2 separate regions of the Rattus norvegicus genome follow, and region 2 is linked to region 1. A link is a contact called in public HiChIP or PLAC-seq data. All regions are on one chromosome and are shown on one strand. The core of a region is the stretch at or near the end of the contact, and the rest is flanking DNA. Distances in the headings are between cores, read along the strand shown. Region 1 overlaps Fndc3b (fibronectin type III domain containing 3B). Region 2 has its middle 64 kb from the start of Fndc3b.

Region 1 (5,548 bases), core at 1,659-4,158:
AATGCCCGCACTTAGCTATATTAGGAATAATAATAGCTTATAAGGTGTAGGGTGGACCCTTTGCTTAATTCCCAGCAGCGCCATCACCAGCTCTCTTGTTAGTGACCTTATGAGAAAGAGTATTAGTGCTTGAGGGAATCTTTACCTCCCCAACATTCCCCTGCCCTGCTCCTTTTTGCCCTGCTCCTTCCTTCCCTGTGATTGGGCAGCAGCAACCTCCAGCAGGGTCCTGAACCTTCATTCTGAAGCATTCTTAGCACTAAGTTCTGATGAAATGAACTATCTCTTCCTCCAAGGTTCCTCACCCTCCTATCTAGACAGTGCTGTCTGCTGGCAGATGTTTAACAGATGTTGATGGCTTTTTGTGACTGTGGTAAGGGTACCAGACTTAGCCATCAAATTCATAAAATGCCCAGATAAACTTGACTTTCAAATATATAAGAAATATTTTTTTAGTGTATTTCTTATACAGTGTACTAACTGGGTATGACCTATCTTTTGTCTGGTAGGTCTTTTTATGGTTCAATATCTTGGGTACAAGTTATATTTAGAATTTCATATACATGCATGCATACATATATATGTACACACATTTGTGTGTGTGTGTGTGTGTGTGATTAGCTTCTAAAAGTACTTGACTGCAACCGAAAGGCCAGAGTTTGAAACCCCAGGGACCACACAAAAGCTGCGTCCTGGGGGCTGCTAAAGGGAGATGGGAAGCAGAGACAGGGAAATCCCCAGAACATAGCAAGTCAGGTAGTGTGTTGTACTCAGCAGAAAACCAGCAGGGGTCCCATCTCAGATGATCTGAGGGGTGAAGTCAGACACCTGAGGCTGTCCGCTGTCTACATGTGTACTTGTATGTCTGCCTCCACAAGCATGGATGTTCAAACCTGCACGCATTCACAAAGGAAAATATGTTCACATTAAAACTAAATAAATAGAATTTTGGCTGTCCACACTAATGAATTCCCTTAGACTTTTCTGAGGCAACTGTAACATAGTTGGACTGCCTGTCATGCAGAAAGAATTGTTCCTCTCTCCTTCTGTTTACTGCTGCATCAGTTGAACAGGTATCAATTTGAGTGGAGCAGCCCGTGATAAAGCTTCTAGCCTTTAGTCACCAAAAGCAGAAGGAATCTTTAATTTTTCCCGGTGCAGACTGGTCCATATGGGGATGTTGTATGCTGATAGGGAAAGCATGTTTTACAGAGCACCCATCGATGTCTCCCTGTTTGTCTGAGAGAACTAGTGAGCTCCAGACGGTACACACAGTAACGCTCCCTCCCCACTCCTATTAAGTAAGAATGCTCTTCATCGGCGTTGCCACTCCGACCAACTCACACCCGCCTATAAAGGCGAGTAGTTATTATTCTGAGCATAGGAGGTAGGCGTTCTGCAAGTTGTACAATTTATTGGGTATCTTCCCAAAGGATGAAGGTTTTCTCTTATTGTAAAATCTTAGGGTTGTCTTACTAAGCACTTGGTGTTGGGTGAGTGGATTCCTGGCTGGGTCATCCTGTTCTAACACTCTCATTTCATCCTCGCCGGGTCTCTGGCCTCTGACCCTTACAGACATTAATTGAAAATGTGTTCTTCGTTTGTCTCAAGAAGAACCAGGAATTATTATTTAACACTTTTGTAGTGGGTAAGCACAGGGATTGCCAAACTCATTTTGGGCAGGGCAGGAAAATAGCCTGTTTTGTAGACATACAGTCTCTGATGCATATTCTATTTTTCCTCCATAGCTCTTTTAAAATATGGAAACTATTTGCTTGTGGACTGTACAAAACCAGGCCAGTGAACAGCAGTAGTTTTCCTACATTAGAACGTTCCCTTTCAAATACACTTGTGCAGAATTGTCTAGGTTCCGACATCTGCCCTTTGCACATTGTACTGATGGAGAGTAGCAGTTATGAATAATGAGAATACTGAGGACTGTGAGTACAGATCCTGTAAGATACTTCACCTTTCTGCTCTGTCTCCTCTGACATTACCCATATTTTCAAAATGAAAACTCTTGTTCATCTGCTTGTTTTTAGTGTTGATGGCTGAACCCAGACTGATAGTACTCATCAAACACAGAGCTACTGAACTGGGTTCCTGGTTTGTCCAAAGTTTAGTTCTTGGCATTGATGGTAATAAAAACGTCACTGTGACAGTCTTTTGTCACCGCATACCTGAGTTGAAGTAGCGCCTTATGTCTAGAGAAGGAAGCGAGCCTAGGCAAGGTTGTCTGCTACTCCATGTTTGTTTACTCATGTCATGGAGAATCTGATAAAAGTTTGGCTTCAGGGGACTCTTCCTCAGTGTTGCTATCTTTCCAAACTGACCATTTTAGTGAAACCCTGTAAGCATTTTCTTCTGAAATCCTAGGGAGAGAGGGATTACATCCAAGGAGGAAACAACCTGACCAGGCATGTCTATTGCTCATGATTCCCTCCGATTTCCTTCTGGGATGTCTGTTGATGTCTTTCAGATCCAGCAACAGCAGCACCCCTGCTCTTAAAAGCAACCGACAAGGGCAAGACAGGCCTGAGAAGTTGCGGGCTGACTCTTCTCTAGCCGCCATCCTAGCCGACAGGCACAGAGCTACCCAGTCATTCCTTGTCTGTTAGTATACAGATGGAAATCTCGGTGTCTCCCATCACTTCCTTGCCCTTTCAGGTCTTTACAAATGAGATTTTGGCTCGAATGCAGTTGTGAATAGATGTACATAGTTTCTAGGAAAGCAGTTGGGACCCACTGAATTGTGCCTTTGGGAACAAAGGCACTTTGTTTAGAGAGATTGTCCCAAGTTGGAGCTGGAGTCTGAAAAGGGGCCCACGTCGTCTCCCTCTCTCTCCTGCGAAGTCTTCGGAAAGCTGATGTTTGCTGAGTGCACGGCTGTCCTCACTGTCCAAACAGCTCTCTGTTTGCCAACCGGGAACATATTGCCGCCTCTGTGAGGCACTCCATCATGCCTTGAATGGATCCTCTTGTGTTCAGATTTTCTGACTCAAAGAGGGAGAGAGAAATATTTCTTTCAGGCCTCGACATTCACTGTAGCATCCAGGGCCTCATTAGGCCCTTAGAAGCCAAACATGCCACAGAAGCACTTCTCAAGGGGAGCGGGAAAGGAGCAGAGAGAAAGGAAGAGAGGAAGAGATAGCTCCAATGAAAGGCCTTTCTTCTAGCCCCCTGGAACTAGCTTTTGCAAATAAATAGCACTCCCCCCTGACAAATAGAATTGTGAGAGTACTCCCAATTTTTTTTAAACAGAAATAAAACTTCCTGCAGGGATCTTCCAAGGGATGGTATGTTCCTGCTTACTGTTACCAAGTACACCGTAAAGTACAGTGGTACCCCAGAATGCACTCATGATATCCTACTGAGTAGGTGACAGGTTTTCATCACACCTGGATAATTCCCACGCTGATAGAAAGGGGTGCCTGTTGCATTGTAAACCTGCCTTTATTTTTTAGAGTACCAAACTTACAGTATACAGGACAATGAAGATAAAATAAAATTTCTGTTGTTACATTCTGTACTGAAGTCTATGGTAATTGTATGTTCTGGTAAAGTCTGGTATTTGCTTATATAAATTGAGATCTTGGTTTCTGGGAAAATGATGGTTAGCGATTGTTCTAGGCCTTAAAGTTTGAAAAATCTTTGTTGAGTGCTGAGGGAGCACCCATTTATAGACTCTCTGGAAGCCCGCACTGAGATGCTTCCTTACTTTGATCTGAATGGACTACTAAGTACTTGTTATACGCCAGGCAAGCCTCGCTTGGTATTGTGGAGAAAACACAGAGGGCTTTCTGTAGTCGACTGCCAGATACAAATGGTTTTATGAGTGGAAGGGGAGCTTCTCATTCAGCAATAAAACATGCTGCCTGGTCCTCCTCAGTGAGTCCTCACTGTTGATGAGCCCAGCTGCTATATATAAAGGAGTTCTTGGCTCACTCTGCAGATGCAGCCTTTACTGCTTTGCTTGTCTGTGACTCACTCCTTATCGAGTTCTACCTGTGCCTGGAAATGGGCAGTTCCAAAACCATAACAGCCTACATCTGGACTACACTGGTTAGACTAGGAGAGTAAAGGTCAGCTCTGCCCCTAGTGCCAAGGTGATGACAACCAGCGAGCTGGTCCAGCAAGCTGAACATCTTCGAGGCCCTCTTGTGAGCATTTGATGCATGCCAGCTCTTGCTCTTAAGCAGTACCAGTCTTGCAAGGTTGATACTACAGGTGGGATATTCCTCATCTGAAATACTCAGAACCAGAAGTGTTTTCGGAATATCTGGGTGCTAAATGTCTGTTTACACTGGCACACAAAATTTTAAGTTTGGAGCATTTTAGATTTGGGTTAGGTATGCTCACCCTATATCAATTTCTTCATTTTAGGGGGAGACTGAGGCATAGAGAGAGTTTTAATACCATGCCCAAGACCACACAACTTCTAATTGGTGGAGTTTGAAGTTAAATCTGTAGGGGCGTGGTCTCATCATCTCTGCTGTCGCTGTGCAGTGGGGCTGGCCAGTGGAAAAGACTGCACTTTACTCTCCCAGGACCTCATCATCTTCTCTTAATTTTTGGAGTATATATTACATCAGACGTGTGAAGAATTGTGTATTGATGGATACTGAAAATCCAGCATTTATGAAGCTAAGATAACTTTAAATATGATATCCAGTAGGGGAAAAATGTTTTTATTATGGAAATAAGTTTAGTGCTTAACTAATTTTTTGTCTTTTTGTTACAAATTAATTGAATTGTGTTATTGTCTGATAGGTAAAACTGGCCATTTTTCTCAGAACTAATTGGCAGTTTGATTTTGAACCACAAATACATGAATCATTATAAAGTATTTGAGTAAAATCAAGATATATATTAATATATTTAGCTGTATGAATAGTAATATATGATGTGTAGATCATACACATAGAATATATGCATAGGGTCTTTGTTCATGTGTGTGTGTGTATGAGTGCCTGAGAGAGAGAGAGAGAGAGAGAGAGAGAGAGAGAGAGAGAGAGAGAGAGAACCTTGTCTCATTATTTTCACTGCTGCATGGTCATATGAATATTGGGTTGTATAACCAGCTCTTTTCAACATTTCGGTGCTAGTCAGGCCTTTTGCAGGCTCATGAGGAAACCATTTCCTAGCATTATTTTATTTGTACCTAATCAATCCAGAGGTATCAACCTCTTTCCCCGAGTAATTGTGGTAAGTGAAGCCGTTGTGAGTACTTTCAGGATTATGAAAAAGCTATTCAAGGATACAGCTTTTAATTTCAAGAGTAATGAGACTGCTGGCTTGTTTAGGGATACAGTGCCTGGCTTTCATAAATTCTAGATGTTTCTAAGGAAAGTAAAAAGCTTAGTTTCAGAACACTATATTAAAGTTAACTGAAATGAGACCCATGACAGGGTATGGCGCCATTGAATCCAGAGTACCTGAGTGTGAGGTATAGTAAGGAAAGGTGTAGGATACCCTCGTTTAATCTCTTCGGGCTGCCTTGAAATTTGTAATAGAAAATGAACATATATTCTAATGTGTTAAGACCTAA
Region 2 (5,313 bases), core at 1,856-4,355, 140 kb before region 1:
TGTGTTTGAAATGTGGCTCTGTGACTCAACTGTTGTTTGAATTTTATTTTTTTTCCAAATTATTTTAAATTTAAATTCCAAACACAGAACTTTCAGATCCCCAGGTCTGTTAACCTTCTACTGAGAGGTATTTTGATTCACCAGTTGTCCTTTCTTTACAATCAGAAGATGTTTTAGGTCTATTTTCTTTCCTTTGGGGGGTGCTTGGCATTGAACCTATGGCCTTTTGTAGGCTGGAAGCAAATACTCTCCTACGGTGCTAGAGCCTCAGCTCAGCTCTTGAACTCGTATTCTAAGTCTAGGGTAGGTTTGCCTCAGTCCGCTTTTCCAAACAGAGTGGAAAGTTAGCCACTTACATTTTAAGGTGCGCATCTGTCACAGTCAGCACTGATGGGCAGACCTTCAGCTTAGCGATTTAGTTGGAATAGATGTACTTGGAATTGCTGGTAAAGGAGCCAATTCTTCCTGGCATCCTGCGTAATAAAGGAGCGTGCTAGCCAGGCATGGTGGCTCACACCTGTAATCGAAGGAAGATCAGGAGATGCCAGCCTGGCTTACATAGTACATTCCAGGTCAGTTTGTCTACAGAGACCCTGTCTCACCCCTCCCTCCCCAAAGAGGAAGCAAGATGAAGCCGTTTATGGAGTTGGAAGGAACAAAACCACACCCTTCGCATCCACACCACCTGCTCATATGCTCTTCTTTCAAAGTGACTTTTCTCTGAGGTTGTCTTTGTGCACGTACAGCAATCTTCTGAAGAATTTAAGTAGTCTTGCTATCAAAGTATAAAATTAAATCATCAGGCAGGGTGTACTGGGGCATGCCTTTACTCCCAGTACTCAGGAGCCAGGGAAAGGAAATGGATCCTGTAAGTTTGAGGCAAGCCTGGTCTACATAGGGAGCGCCAGGCAAGAGCTGGAATATATATATATATATATATATATATATATATATATATATATATATATATATATTCTGTATAGTGAGATGTAGCACTCTCCGACCAAATCAATTATTAAATGTTAGACTTATTCACAAATTGTGCTAGACTAAACCAGCAGGAATGACCCTTTGCAATGAGGAAAGGCTTAGAAAAAAAATTTTGATAAATGGATTTAATTAACATCTGCTACATTTTTGAGTTTCATTTGGTCAAAAAAATTCCAAAAACTTCCAGATCTCCTATGAGAGAGTGAAAATCCAAGAGCATCCATCTGACTGGATTCTATCTGCAGATAACCCAGAACCTTTCTTTTTTGTTCTGAGTGTAAGGGGAGGGTGGCAGTGGCAGACATGGGGATGGGCACCCTTGATACCTCACCCCACCAGGAAGATTAATGTATAAGAGTATTTAATTTGTGTCAAGCCATTTTTCCACATAAGCTATAAAGAAAAGAAATATATTTTAACTCCAGGAGCAGAGTGTTTCACTTGTGAATGTGTGTGCACATTGTATCCGGTGTGGAAGCCAGAGTCCTTTCTGTCACCGTCTGCCTTATTCTCTTGAGACAGAGCTGGTTTGGCAGCCACAAACCCAGCAGTCCTCCTTTCCTACCTCTCATTGTGCTGTGCTGACAGGAGCCTGTGGCCACAGCAGGCTTTTTAACTGGGCCTGGGGATTCGAACTCAAGTCCTCATGCTTACAGGGAAGCACTCCTGCCCACTGAGCTTTCTCTCCCAGTCCTCTTGTCTATTTGTGTAGTCACTTGGGCTCGTTTCTCAAATGGTTTAGGGAAAGACAAATGAGAAATAATGTGTTTTTATTAGAATTTAAAAGGAAATTTATTTTTAATTATGTGTATAACTGTGTGGGCCGGCTGGTGTGAGTTCAGGCACTCTTGGAGGCCAGAGGTGTAAGGTTTCCTGCAGCTGGAGTTACAGGTTGTGAACTGTCCCGGTTAGTGCTGGGAACTGAACTCTGTCCTTCATAGGAGCTGTGCAAGCTCTTAGCTCCTGAGACAGCTTTTTCAGCCCACACTTTCTTAAGATTTTTTAAGAAACAACTTCCGTGTTCACTATAAAGATACCTGAATGCGTGTGTGTCCTTCCGAGTTGCAGGGGTAATCACAGGTCATAATTGTGGCTCTAGAACACAGTAGAATCCCAGAGACTTACAGCAATGAATCAGTTTTAAATTGCAGTATTATTTTTAGTGTGAATATAAATCACGTTGCCTCCAGCTATTGGAAAGTTATAAATTCAACCACAGGCAAGGCATTGGTTAATGAGAACATTCGGCTGTTTGAATGTCTTGTTCATACCCACTCCTGGCCGTGGGGAGCATTTCACTATGTTCACAGAATCAGGATAAAGAACTGTGTTATAAATAGAATTATAGTGTCCTAGGGAGTGTGCCAAATATGGAAACAAGATTTAACCATGATATATGCATGGTTCAATTTGTTAGGACATCAAGATATAAGTGAGAGACTTACAGTAATCTTGAAGCCATGGATTGACAGGCAAAGATTAAGGGCTGAATCTTAGCAGGAGTTTTGTGTCAGCAAACATAGTTAGTTTGTCAAGGAATCATTTTCCTTTGCATCTCTGTGTCTCGGGCAAACTTTTAAACCTCTCAACTTGTTTTTTTTTTTTTTTTTTTCATCTTAGTATAAGGAGAATACAATTCATGTGTATCTTTTAAAACAATTATCGCACCCATTAGTCTGTGTCTTTAAAAAGGTTTGACAAAGCGTTACATAAATTCAGCAGTTGTTATTATGACAGAGTTTCAATTGGAGCTGGCCCTGTGTTATTTGCATGTTTTAGAGGCCATGGATTTGTGCTGAGACAGTTTGAAAATCATTTACTTTCCCTTTTGTGGTCAGTAAATAAAACTTAAAGCTTAGATGTTTCCTATTTACTCCTCATTAACAGTGGGATAGGTCCTGCCGCTAAGTCGCCCTCCCTGTGCGTTTCGGCAAGGTGGGTTTTGGCTGGACCAGATTGTTGAATGCATGGGCAGGCCAGTGTGGCTTTCTCAGTCCAGGGTCATTGTCGAGATGAAGCAGAAGTGCAGTTTCTGAGAAGAGATTCCAAGACGGAATGACAGGCAGGGCTTTAGTCCTTGTGTTATCTGAGCCTCTTATTTGAGCTTTCAACACTTGCAGCTGAGAACATCGTCTTGTTTTCAGGGCTGGCCAATCCCTGCAGCCTCCCCACTTTGCACAGTGGAGACACCATTGCTATTCTTCACGTTGAGGTCAGTGTACTAGAGCTTCAGAGTGTTCCTGGTAGAACTCTGTTTCCAGGTAGACCTTCGCTCTTTACTGTCGGGAATGTGTGGGTGGTGAGGGGCGGCTTTGTTCTTCAGTTTACACTCTGGTGTCTGAATGAATAAAGTAGAATAAACAGAGGCCTTGAGTCAACCCTGAAGCAGGTGGTGAGCAGTGCTTTGGGGTGGGGGTGTGTGTGGAACATGCTTGGATCCTGGTGGCTAGACGGAAGCACTCTGTCAGACTGAGCACAGGAGGGTGGCTTGGGATTACCTGACCCCCTTTGCAAGGTTCAGCCAAGGAGAACCCAGTGTGAAGTCGTGGCTCACCTGGGTGACAGTTCTTTGTAGTACATTTAGTAACAAGGATCAGTCCTTGGAGACCAGAGGTATGTGGGACAGGAGCTGTGGGATAGGAGGGTGAGGAGCTTGTCATCTTGTGAGGTCCTGTGGACAGCCTTCTGCCAGTGAGGATGTTTCCTCCTGTGAGCAGAGATCAGTCTTTGAATTTCTTTTCCCTGCACCGGTTTAAGATGTGTTGGTTTCACATTCATAAGTTCTAATGTTCTTGGCAATAGTCAGTTCCAGCACAGCTCCTGAGTGGAACTCCGGTTAGATTTCATGACCATAGTGTTTATCCTCCCTGTGACTTCTAAATCTCTCTCTCTCTCTCTCTCTCTCTCTCTCTCTCTCTCTCTCTCTGTGTGTGTGTGTGTGTGTGTGTGTGTGTTTGCACATTCACATGTGTGCATGCATGTGTTTTTGGAGGGCATTGGGGGTGTTGTGAGATGATGTTGAGCTAAAAGCAAAGAGAGTTGAGGTTTTGGTATCAGTGTTTAAAGTGTCTGTGTTAAATGACTGTATTTGAGCTGAGAGTGTAACTTTATTTCATACCCTTATTGATGCAGAAGACAGTGACAGAGAGACTCGGTTCTTTGTGAATGGAATGCTCTCCTTTCTTCTTTTTCTTTTGGTAAAGGCAAAGCATTTAAAGCATTTTTCTTCTTACACGCAGAGCAGCTTGGCTCATCTTTTTAGCAACTGTACAGAGTAAACTCCCAGCCAACCCCTGAAGCAGGCTGGTGGCCACTCCAGTTCTTCTTTCCCTTTCAAAATCTGACAAGTGGTAAAACCGGCATACCTTCAGCGAGACAACAAAGAGAATAATGTGCTTGTGCTGCCAGCTGAGTGTGGACCCCAGCGTCCATGTGAAAGGCTGTGGACGGGGCAAGTCTGTAAATGCAGTGCAGGAGTGCGGAGAGGAAGAGCCCAGCGGCTCGCTGGTCACCACGCAAGCTGAATCCACAAGCTACCGGTTCACTGAGAGACCCTGTCTCAACAATAAGGTGGAGAGTGATTGAGGAAGACACACCCAGTGTCAACACCTCTCCCTTCCTCCTACACACTCTCCCTCTCCCTCTCCCTCCCTCCCTCCCTCTCTCTCTCTCTCTCTCTCTCTCTCTCTCTCTCTCTGAAACCCCAGGAAACAAATGATTTAATTTAGCTGTTAGGTGCTTGGATTTTGCATCTTCTGGGAAAGAGACCTTTGTTAGATGTACCTTCATTGTACTTTGTCTAGCTGCAGCTAATTAGAACTTTGTAACTATGCAGGCAAAGCTAGAATGACAAGTGACCACCCTATGCCTAATGTAAAGGTTTTAGGGCCATCAAAATGGCTGGTCTGGTAAAGGCATTTGCAGCCTGATGACCTGAATTTGAACCCCAAGACCTACATAGTGGTGAGTGAGAACCGACTCTTGATATGTTATTCTCTGACCTATAAGTTTGCTATGACACATGCAAGCCCTCCCTGCTCTAAGTAAATAATGTTTAAAAAAGGTTTTAGTATAAATATCAAAAGTTTAAATATATCACCAGAGTAATGTTTATCTAATTAAGAGAACAAACCATTTTAGCAGGATGGGAAAACTAGTGCCCTTCGAAACAGTGAGAGATCACAGTGTGGGCTGATCGTGGCTCACTGTTGGGAACCCGTGGAGAAGCAGGGGACCCTAGAAGGTTGGTGTTCACAGTAGATGTCACAATACCTGCCTTCTTCCTGGTGCTCCCATAGGAACTTGAACCAGCACCTGGCAGCA

What was found. HiChIP or PLAC-seq counts read pairs in DNA pulled down with a chosen protein or histone mark.
Region 2: a contact with region 1 is called in an H3K27ac HiChIP or PLAC-seq map of oligodendrocytes, with 13 times the contacts expected there. The contact joins two enhancer-like sites. A contact is called at or near these places in 1 of 12 Hi-C or Micro-C datasets (Schwann cells) and 1 of 1 datasets of contacts at active chromatin or transcription factors (oligodendrocytes).

Annotation. Positions count from the first base shown.
Region 1 is chr2:112,394,766-112,400,313 of GRCr8, reverse strand. All of the region lies in intron 2 of Fndc3b (fibronectin type III domain containing 3B), which reads left to right. Among named protein-coding and RNA genes, the nearest start is that of Fndc3b, 79 kb to the left of the region's middle. Within about 2 kb of position 2,908, at least 15 of the 93 cell types and tissues checked have an H3K27ac peak or open chromatin away from gene starts, as enhancers often do.
Region 2 is chr2:112,537,898-112,543,210 of GRCr8, reverse strand. It overlaps a transcript of Fndc3b not described here. Among named protein-coding and RNA genes, the nearest start is that of Fndc3b, 64 kb to the right of the region's middle. Within about 2 kb of position 3,105, at least 7 of the 93 cell types and tissues checked have an H3K27ac peak or open chromatin away from gene starts, as enhancers often do.